3 separate regions of the Sus scrofa genome follow, and regions 1 and 2 are each linked to region 3. Evidence: chromatin contacts called from public Hi-C and HiChIP or PLAC-seq data. All regions are on one chromosome and are shown on one strand. The core of a region is the stretch at or near the end of the contact, and the rest is flanking DNA. Distances in the headings are between cores, read along the strand shown. Region 1 holds the start of ARF6 (ADP ribosylation factor 6). Region 2 overlaps LOC110262125 (a long non-coding RNA gene). Region 3 overlaps LOC110262124 (a long non-coding RNA gene).

The links. A called contact is a pair of places that touch in the nucleus more often than the background predicts. HiChIP or PLAC-seq counts read pairs in DNA pulled down with a chosen protein or histone mark.
Region 1: a contact with region 3 is called in an H3K27ac HiChIP or PLAC-seq map of alveolar macrophages. The contact joins the promoter of ARF6 here to the enhancer-like site in region 3. A contact is called at or near these places in 3 of 5 promoter capture datasets (fetal liver and liver), 16 of 47 Hi-C or Micro-C datasets (adipose tissue, alveolar macrophages, embryonic fibroblasts and 8 more) and 2 of 2 datasets of contacts at active chromatin or transcription factors (alveolar macrophages and skeletal muscle).
Region 2: a contact with region 3 is called in a Hi-C map of retroperitoneal adipose tissue, with 2.1 times the contacts expected there. The contact joins two enhancer-like sites. A contact is called at or near these places in 2 of 5 promoter capture datasets (fetal liver and liver), 18 of 47 Hi-C or Micro-C datasets (embryonic fibroblasts, fetal heart ventricle, fetal liver and 9 more) and 2 of 2 datasets of contacts at active chromatin or transcription factors (alveolar macrophages and skeletal muscle).

Annotation. Positions count from the first base shown.
Region 1 is chr1:179,712,782-179,715,813 of Sscrofa11.1, reverse strand. It overlaps ARF6 (ADP ribosylation factor 6), which reads right to left and starts at 1,777. Exons shown (of 1, transcript NM_001078677.1): 1 at 1,250-1,777. The coding sequence starts at 1,777. The coding sequence ends at 1,250.
Region 2 is chr1:179,890,997-179,893,955 of Sscrofa11.1, reverse strand. The region is part of intron 1 of LOC110262125 (a long non-coding RNA gene); the gene reads left to right. Among named protein-coding and RNA genes, the nearest start is that of VCPKMT, 15 kb to the left of the region's middle. Within about 2 kb of position 1,550, at least 6 of the 83 cell types and tissues checked have an H3K27ac peak or open chromatin away from gene starts, as enhancers often do. A contact at or near this core is called in retroperitoneal adipose tissue, where this site is marked.
Region 3 is chr1:179,789,198-179,792,148 of Sscrofa11.1, reverse strand. The region is part of intron 2 of LOC110262124 (a long non-coding RNA gene); the gene reads left to right. All of the region lies in intron 3 of LOC102159522 (a long non-coding RNA gene), which reads right to left. Among named protein-coding and RNA genes, the nearest start is that of ARF6, 77 kb to the right of the region's middle. Within about 2 kb of position 1,413, at least 33 of the 83 cell types and tissues checked have an H3K27ac peak or open chromatin away from gene starts, as enhancers often do. A contact at or near this core is called in adipose tissue, alveolar macrophages, embryonic fibroblasts and 4 more, where this site is marked.

The DNA.
Region 1 (3,032 bases), core at 528-3,027, 77 kb after region 3:
TATTTGCATGAGTTAATCCTACAATCAAAAAGAATACCTTTCTTATAAAACATCTTTTCCAGTGTTCTAATTAATGGAGATAAGAATCACTCGTCTATTAAAAAAAGATATCTTCAGCTTATTCAGTTGCTGTAATGTGGAAACAGGAATGTTTTTCTTTCCAACTAGGTAAAAGGTGCATATAACTTGAATTGTTAAATGCTTTATTAATGAACAAAGTAAACATTCTGGTAATTTTAATATGATTGGTCTTAGACATTTGAAACATAGTAAAAGATATATTCCAGTTTTGCCCAAAAGTCACTTAAAATATCTACAAATATTTCTTTTGTATATGGCATACAACATTATTGCTCCATTTTCTGGAAGAGTCTGTTTTTAAAGTTAAAAAAGAGGGAAAACACAGCAAAGTTGCTAACTTTGCAGTGAAAAAAAAAATCTGTGTCCTTGACTGGTTACATTTTCATATTTTTATGCACTGTAAGTTAGCTCTGTAAAGGGGAACTTGAGTTTTATCCTTACTCATGCATGATGTATGTTTCAGAACTTAAAAGCTGACATTTCAAAGAACTTACATTACCTGTTTTAACATACTGATGTGCAACTGGAACATATTACAATGATATTACTCATTATTTGCCCCTGTGGGCTAAGTTTACTATACTGGTCTTAGATATAAAAGGTCACATTTGAATTTACTAAGTTGGAATTCATAAGGGAGGGGGAAAAGGCCTTAAATATAAAAGACAAACGGCAGTTTGATTAAGCAATAATTTTCAGTTTACTAGATGAAACAGACTTGCAACATAGTCTGCATGAATGCAAAATAAGCCATCTACAGCAAGTGATAAGGAAACTGGGCAAAAAGGAAAAAAGCATACATTGGAAAAGAAGATTCTCTCGAAATAAAAAAATCAAACCATTATTATAAAGGAATTTATCAAGAACTGCTGTATTTCCCCCATCCCATTTGCTGGAAGTCAACGAGAGTATCTAAGTACTTTGTGTTCGTGTCAAAAGTCAGCTCAGAGCATCCTAACGCAAAGCCAAAAAAAAAAAAAGAAAGAAAGAAAAAGAAAAGAAACAAAAAAGAAACCCCCTAACCCCCTCCCCCAAACCGTAGAACTGTAACTCCAAAGTTCAAATTCAAAAGAAGAGAAAGTGGCAATTCAAAGAGGTGATGGTGGCGATAATCCTATGAATGGGTTTTTGATTTCTCTCCTTCTGGGGGATGGGTGGAGAATGCTCATTAGGATTTGTAGTTAGAGGTTAACCATGTGAGCCCCTCATAGAGTCCGTCCCCCGAGGTGGCACAGGAGGGCTGCACATACCAGTTCCTGTCCCGAATCCGGGTCAGGCCCAGTTTCTCCTGGATCTCGTGGGGTTTCATGGCATCAGGCAGGTCCTGCTTGTTGGCGAAGATGAGGATTATGGCGTCCCTCATCTCCCGGTCATTGATAATGCGGTGTAGCTCCTGGCGGGCCTCGTCTATGCGGTCGCGGTCGGCGCAGTCCACTACGAAGATCAGACCCTGGGTCCCGGTGTAGTAATGCCGCCAGAGCGGCCGGATCTTGTCCTGGCCGCCCACATCCCATACGTTGAACTTGACGTTTTTGTAAGTCACCGTCTCCACGTTGAAACCCACGGTGGGGATGGTGGTCACCGACTGGCCCAGCTTCAACTTGTACAGGATGGTTGTCTTGCCGGCCGCGTCCAGGCCCAACATGAGGATTCGCATTTCCTTGTTCCCGAAGATCTTAGATAGCACCTTCCCCATCGCTTCGGAGGAACCGGGGCCGGGGGCATTCAGGTGTCCCGGGTCCCCTCCAACAACGCCGCCGCCGCCGCGAAACCGAAACGGAGCTTCCCAGTCGCGAGGGGGCCCGTGCGGCCTGCGTGGGAGTTGCCTCCTCAGGGCAGAGGCCCGGGCCCGTAGCTCACTCGGGCATCACCGACCACACAACTTGATTCCTCCCGTCGCCGCGGCCTGAGTCTGCGTTGGGAGAGCCGCCGCCCTGCTGAGGCGCGGCCCGGCCCGGAACTGCCCTTCCCCCCGCAGGCGCCGTACAAGCGCCGCCGCCGGCTCCTGCTCGGCCGCCTTCACCTCACTCCGCCGCGGGAGACTGCGGCCCTTCGGCCCGGCCTCCGGTCCGCGGAGCACCGCGCTCACCACTGACCCAGGCCACACGAGAGCAGAGCGGCTCCGGCGCCCCGTCGGGTCATTGATCCTCGCGGGAACTCGGTGCGCTGCCTGCAGAAACACAGAGAGGAAAAAGGGAGTTACTGCGGGAGCCCCAGAAGAGAGCGGAGGCCGAAGGAGCCCGCCTTTCCAGCTCAGCCCAGGAGGTTACCTCCAGCCGCCGCCCAGAGCGCGGGCTCCCTCCGGCCTCCACCGCCTCCTCCCAGTTCTACCGCCGCCGCCGCCGGAAAAGGCGCCGAGGAAACCGCCTCACTTCCCCTCCCGACGACGCAGGCGCAGCAGAGGCCGACCGTTCGGGACAAGAGCGACCTCTGTAAGGAGAGCGGCCTGCGCGCCAAGCGTCAGGGGCGCCACGCGCGGAGGGGCGGGGCTACGGCGGCTCGGAGGCTCCCAGGTGGGGCCAGCCCTGCTCCCGCGCAGCCCGGGCTCTGACCCGCGCCCACCTGTAGCTATTCTAGCGTCTTCTCCCCTCTCTGCTTTTCTCTTCCGCGCGCTCTCCTCCTCCGCCCCCATTGGAACCTGAGAAGCAGATCCACTGGGTGGGGCCCGTTGGCCGCCCGCTCTCCAGATGAAAGCCTCCCCCTGCTTTGCTTCCAGGCCTCTTCTCCGTCCTCGGCGCCTGCCAGATGCTCTGCGAGTTCTCTCTTGCCCACCCCAGGCTTCGTGTGCCCTCCATCTCCCTGTGAATCCCTATCTGCTGTTTTAAACCTTTCACCCAACTCCCTTTGGCTTTCTTTTTCCTTCGTTTTGTGCATTTCCTGAGAGACACGTGGGAGGCCAGTGGTTCCCGTGGGATTTGCCGTTCAGTGCGGCGCGTTTACTGGGTTTGGGT
Region 2 (2,959 bases), core at 301-2,800, 100 kb before region 3:
AATACAGGTACAATGTACTTCTAAAGTAGCTGTCATCTTTCTAAATCTTGTCATGAGGATTTTTTTTTTTAATTCTGTCGTTCAGATCTCTTTTTTTATGCTCAAGCATCTCTCCGACACCCACATTCAGTCTGTTACTCTGTCTGAAATAAGTGTCTAGTTTTAACCTGATATTCCAAGGAAGAGAGAAGAGTAAAGGTTTAGAATGGCCCGTAGGAACAAAATTCCCAGTTAGCTCTAGAAGATAGCCCCAGATCTGTTCTAAATCCACTCACCTTCCCTTCTGCTCCCACTCGAACATTCTGCTTTTCTCCCAAGGAGAAAATGGCCCACTTGACTGCCCTCTAATCTCACTGTATGTCCTTGGGCAAGTTAAATTCTCTGAGTGTTAGTGTTCTCTGTAAGACAAGAAGGCCATCTATTAGATAGCACTGTGGTGATGGTTAAACCAGATAATACATGCGGACAAGGGTAGGGAAGAAGGATCTCCCCAGAGTAAGCCTCAACTTTGGGCTCTGAAAGTTCAGACTGGTAAACACTGGCAAACTAGAGGTGCAAAAGATGTCATCCTGAATAAACAACACATAACGTGGTCCAGGAAAAACGAAAGTGTTGACTGTCAGAAAGGAGGGATTCCCAGTGTAGCAGCATGCCTGGCATTTATTCTGACTTGTTCACTTCCTCTTGAGACTCCACCTTCATTACAGGAAGGGAGTAAGAAGTCACAGGGGAAAAGACACGAAAGGTTACTCTTACCAAAAATACCCTGTAAGATGTTAGTAAGATGAAAGGCACCGCTGATTTGGTACTTCCCAGCAGAATGTAATACCAAAACAAAACAGAACAAACAAACGTAGCAGAGAAATAGCTCCCTTCAAAAGAGTCCCCATGCAGCAGACTAACAGAGGCCACAGAGGCACGAACAGAACTTGGCAGAGAAGTTCCTGGAGACTCCTCAGGATACTGTAAAGGGGACAGCAAATGAAATAGAGCTCGTTGCTCTTAAAGTTCTTCCACACTTAACCTGAAGCTGAGGTCACATGTGTAAGGTGACCTCACCTAATGTAAAAGAGCCTTAGTACATTTAAATTCTCTTTACTTCCCTCTCAAATCCACCCTCCATGACTACTGAAACATTTGACACGTTTATTCACTCTTTCAATTTAGTTAAGAAACAGGTACTAGGGCAGGTGTCCTAGATTTACAGTGGTGCTCTACTAGGTGCTAGGAGCAAACAAAATACAGTCTGTATGCTTAAGCTGCTCATTCATCCAGAATGTGGTAGACATATGCAGAAATAACTGCAACTCTGGGGAAAGTGCAGTAATAGAGGTATCAATTACTTACAGCAGCAGTACAAAGGACAGTACGGTTAACTCTGCCTGGGTTGATCAGGGGACATTTTATGAAGGAACCACTGAGTTAACATTTGAGTGATGAATTGGAATCCATTGGACAACCTGTCAGGTGTTCTAGACAGACACATGCAACTGCTTCAGACGTGGTGGTTTCTGTGTTGTGGAAACATAAGGTGTGTGCAGTGAAGGACGTGGAGAGTCTTGGATGCCACATCCATGAGTCAACTGATAGTCTATAGGCAAGGAGAGGATATTAAACAAGTCACTGGGTCAAATCATTTTAGAAAGATTTTGGCAGCAGTCCAGAGGGGGAAAAACATAAGGCAAAGGGATCAGGAAGGAAGCATTAACAACAGTCCAAGCTAGATAGATTGGGGGCAGGGGCCACGGGGAGTTCTGGACTCAAGCAGTAGCAGTGAGAATGGAGAGGAAGGGATGGATTCAGGATCCATTGTGGACTCAGGATAAACAAGAAATAGTCATGTAGGTGTTCCTGGAGCATCCTGGTGGAGTCAGGGCTCTACATCGTGCCCTTGTGCACATCAGAAAGGGTTCCCTTTCTTTAAAATGCTTCTCCCAACTCAGTGATGAAGACCAGATTTCTTAGAACCCACTGAACTGACCCCTCTGCCTGCCCCATGACCAAACCAGCAGTTTAGGGGTAGATGTCACAGAGCCCTCCTGGATAAGAGGCACTTCCTCTTTTCTGGAGTCATTAATGCCAAGGATAAAATAAGACTTCAGCTGCCCCTGAATAAAATCAACACAGACAAGCAGAATCTAGATGCAAAGAGAGAAATCGGAACACTGTCCTGATGATTCAGTTTGAGCCTCTGAAGCCAGCCGTGCCTGAAGCCAACTCCATCCCCTGGACTGTTATATCCCCAGTTATATAACCTAATTACCTTTGTTCTGCTAGTTTGAGGTTGGAGTTCTCTTCCCTGCAGTGGAGCAGGTCCTAACTGGTACAGCCATTAAACTTTTCTGCCTTTCACACTCTACCCCTATCTTACGATCTTCTCAACCACTCCTTTTCCAAAGAAGTAATCTGCTTTTTAAGTCATGATTTTGCCCATAGTACAGCCAAATCATCTTAGCAGTTGATTTACAAGCTTCTTAGAATAATATTGGTCGCTGATCATACTATGGAAATCTCAGCTTATCAAACTACTAAACATCATAAAACCACTCAGAAAGCTAAAATGAAGAAATACAAACCCATTGTGGGAGTGATTTCACTGTGTTACAGAAGCACAGACCCACCACCTTTGCACCTGGAAAATGTTCAGGCTTCCCCCTCTCCATCCCCATAATAGGGTTATTTAGAGTTGAGATGACAAATTGTTGAGAAATTTAATTGCTTAGGAGAGCAGGTGGTTTCTGGGGCAGGACTGACCCCTGCGGTTAAGGGGCTGCCTGAAAAGTGGAGGGGGAGTTACAGTATGTATTAGGTGAGATCTGAGATCTTGAGAGCAAGATTAGGAACAAAAGTTGTAATCTATGAAAGGTTAAAAAACTTCCTTGCTACTTTCCTTGGGTACCGGGAAAAGCCTTCATTTAGTGTAGCATTTTAACTTTGACCTCTTCTATTGTAATTCCCT
Region 3 (2,951 bases), core at 164-2,663:
AAGGGATAAAGAAAATGTAATACTGGAGTTCTCTGGTGGCTCAGTGGGTTAAGGATCCAAGGTTGTCACTGGTATGGCTCAGGTTACTGCTGTGGTGTGGGTTCCATCCCTGGCCTGGGAACTTTCTGCATGTCATAAGTATAGCCAGAAAAAAATGAATACGGGTATAAAATGTTACTCAGCCATAAAGATGAACAGAATTCTGACACTTGCTGTAACATGGGAGAACCTTGAAAACAGGATGATAATTGAAAAGGGCTAAAGATTTTTTTTTTTTTTTTTTGTCTCCCAAAGGACAAAGATTATGTTATTCCCATTGTATGAGGTTCCTGGAATAGGCAAATTCCTAAAGATAGAAATTAAAAGGATGTTTACCAAGGACTGGTGGGGTAGCGAGAGTGGCAAGTTGTTGCCTGTTTGGTACAGAGTTTCCGTATGGGTTGATGAAAAAGTTCTAGAAATAGTGGTGATAGTTGCAAAACACCACACATGTACTCAATGCCACTGAATTGTACACTTAGGCATGGTAAAAACGGTAATATTTATGTTGTGCGTATTTTGCCACAAGGGGAAAAAAAATCTATGAAACAAAGTTAAACTGAAAAGATAGGTTTTGTTTGTTTAAGAGGAGCAAGCAGAAGACAACTTTAAATTCCATTTGGGTTTCGTTTTGTCTTTGCTTTCTTTAAGCACTGCCCGCCTGTGCTAGGAAGCAGAGTGACTAAGATGACCCAAGACGTTGCCCAAGCCTTTCAGGCTGTGGCTTTGTGTGGTCATGTGCCTCAGAAGGTCTGATGTCATTCAGAAAGTTAGCCAGTTCGGCAATTCTATTTCAATTCTTCCACTCTCAGAAGTGCGGATTATTGCAGTTCCCCCACCCCTCCGGCGTACGTTGGGCCAGAATTTGTTTGTGAAAATATTATTTTAGGATTCTTTCCACTCCTATCATCTGCTTATTTTTCCTTCCCGCATATTTCATAATGTAGCATAGAGATTTCTGATTCAGCAGTTAAAATAGTCTGTGCATTAGTTATCACTTCCTTGTGACCCACTTTATACACAATTACTCATTCTGGCATTGAAAGTCCAGATTTCAAAAAAAAAAAAAAAAAAAAAATCCTGGGACTCAAGTATGTATCTGTGGGAATAAAAAGGAGGGAAAAAGATACTGACTGAATACGTCTTCAAAGGACCCCAAAGTGGGCATCCCAAACCACCCTCGAGATTTCCCATCTCATCTACTCTCTGGCAGAAGCTCTCAAATTATACCCTCTTCCGTTATTCCACACCCACGTTTTCTACCTCCTCCACTTTCATTTCCTTCTAAAGAAAAACATCTCTGCAGGAATCCACCAAACACTAATGCCTGCTGTACCTCCCAGTGCTCTGTGCTCCGGGGAACTCAAGGAGAATGTGACAGTCCTTGCTCTGAGGAGGTGTAGGCACCAGAGCAGTGTCCCTGCCCCCAACTAAATGCTTGTGACATGCCGATTCCTGGGCCCCCAACAGACAATCTAAGTCAATTGGGCTGTACTTTTTCTTTTCTTTTCTCACATCCACACCTGTGGCATATGGAAGTTCCCATGCTAGGAGTTGAATCAGAGCTTCAGCAGTGACCTACACCCACAGCCACAGCATCACCAGATCCTTAACCCACTGAGCAAGGCCAGGGATCAGACTTCATCCTCATGGACACTGTCTGGTTCTAAACCTGCTGAGCCAGTCTGCACATTTAACAGCTCCCCAGAGACCTCTGCTTGGGACCCTAAGAATATATTTTGAGAAACACTAAGGCAGGCTGGAAGGCGGTAGACTCTCTTCCAAACTGTATGAGGTAGCTCCAGCCCTGCAAGGGAAGAAAGAAAAGAGAGGCAGAACTGATCCGAGAGATTTGAGAGAAGGCTTCCTGGAAGAGGTGCTTTCAAGGAAGAGCTGAAACTGGACAGGCAGGAGGCGCAACAGGCATTGTCATCTGCTATCACCCACCCCTAAAGGTGAGGGCAAGACTTTGGATCACATGCTTCCCACCCAGGGTTTTTGATGCCTTTGGAGAGGACAGGAGACTCTGGGACAAGGGGTATGCTCATCTCTGAGAGGATCCAGGTGGAGGATGCTTTTTTCCTGGGATTTCCTTCCTCCACACTCACTGAGCCCCAGCTCCAGAATGACCCGGACAAGGTCCTTCCCTTCTCCATCCTATTTAGTGAAGGATAATGTTATCTGCTTTGTAGGCCTGGTGTAGGAATGAGTCAATGTAAAACCCTTGGTACACAATTAAAATTCAATACATAATAGCTAATGATATCTTATCATTTTAGTTTCTCCTTTAGCATAAATTCCTACAAGTGCGATTACTGGAGCAGGAGTGTAAGTGTTACTAAATGGTACATATAGAAACTATGTGTACAACTTTTGAGTTTTATAAGTGTCTAAATTTGACTGCTAGAGATAAGGATGTTCATATCTATAACACTGGGTGCTTGGGAGGATATATGCCAAGATATTAGCAGTGGTCATCTCTGGATGGGAGGGACAAAGGCTACTCTTGCATTCTTCTTGCTGCATTGACAAATGGTAGCCACGCTCTTCCTCCTCCTCCTCTTCCTCTTCTTCTCTCTCCCTCCCATCACACACACACACATGCACACACCAGCTTGTTTTAATGTCTAGAAATGAACACTCCCCCTCCCCCAGGAGACTCCTATTAAAAATGCAAGTATGTTACTTGGGAAAAGCACTACATTCAACTCAGGACCTCGCTAACACATCCCTCCCCCAGGCTATTGATCCAATCAGCTAACCGTCACCTGACCCAAAATGAGGACAGATAGAAGGACTGGGTCAGGGCTACCATCCCACAAGGGCAAGCCAAGAATAAAAGTGGTGGCAATGAGGGGTCCCCAGAACTAGAGGGCACATCAAAAAACGATCAGATGCTCAAGAAAAGGAAA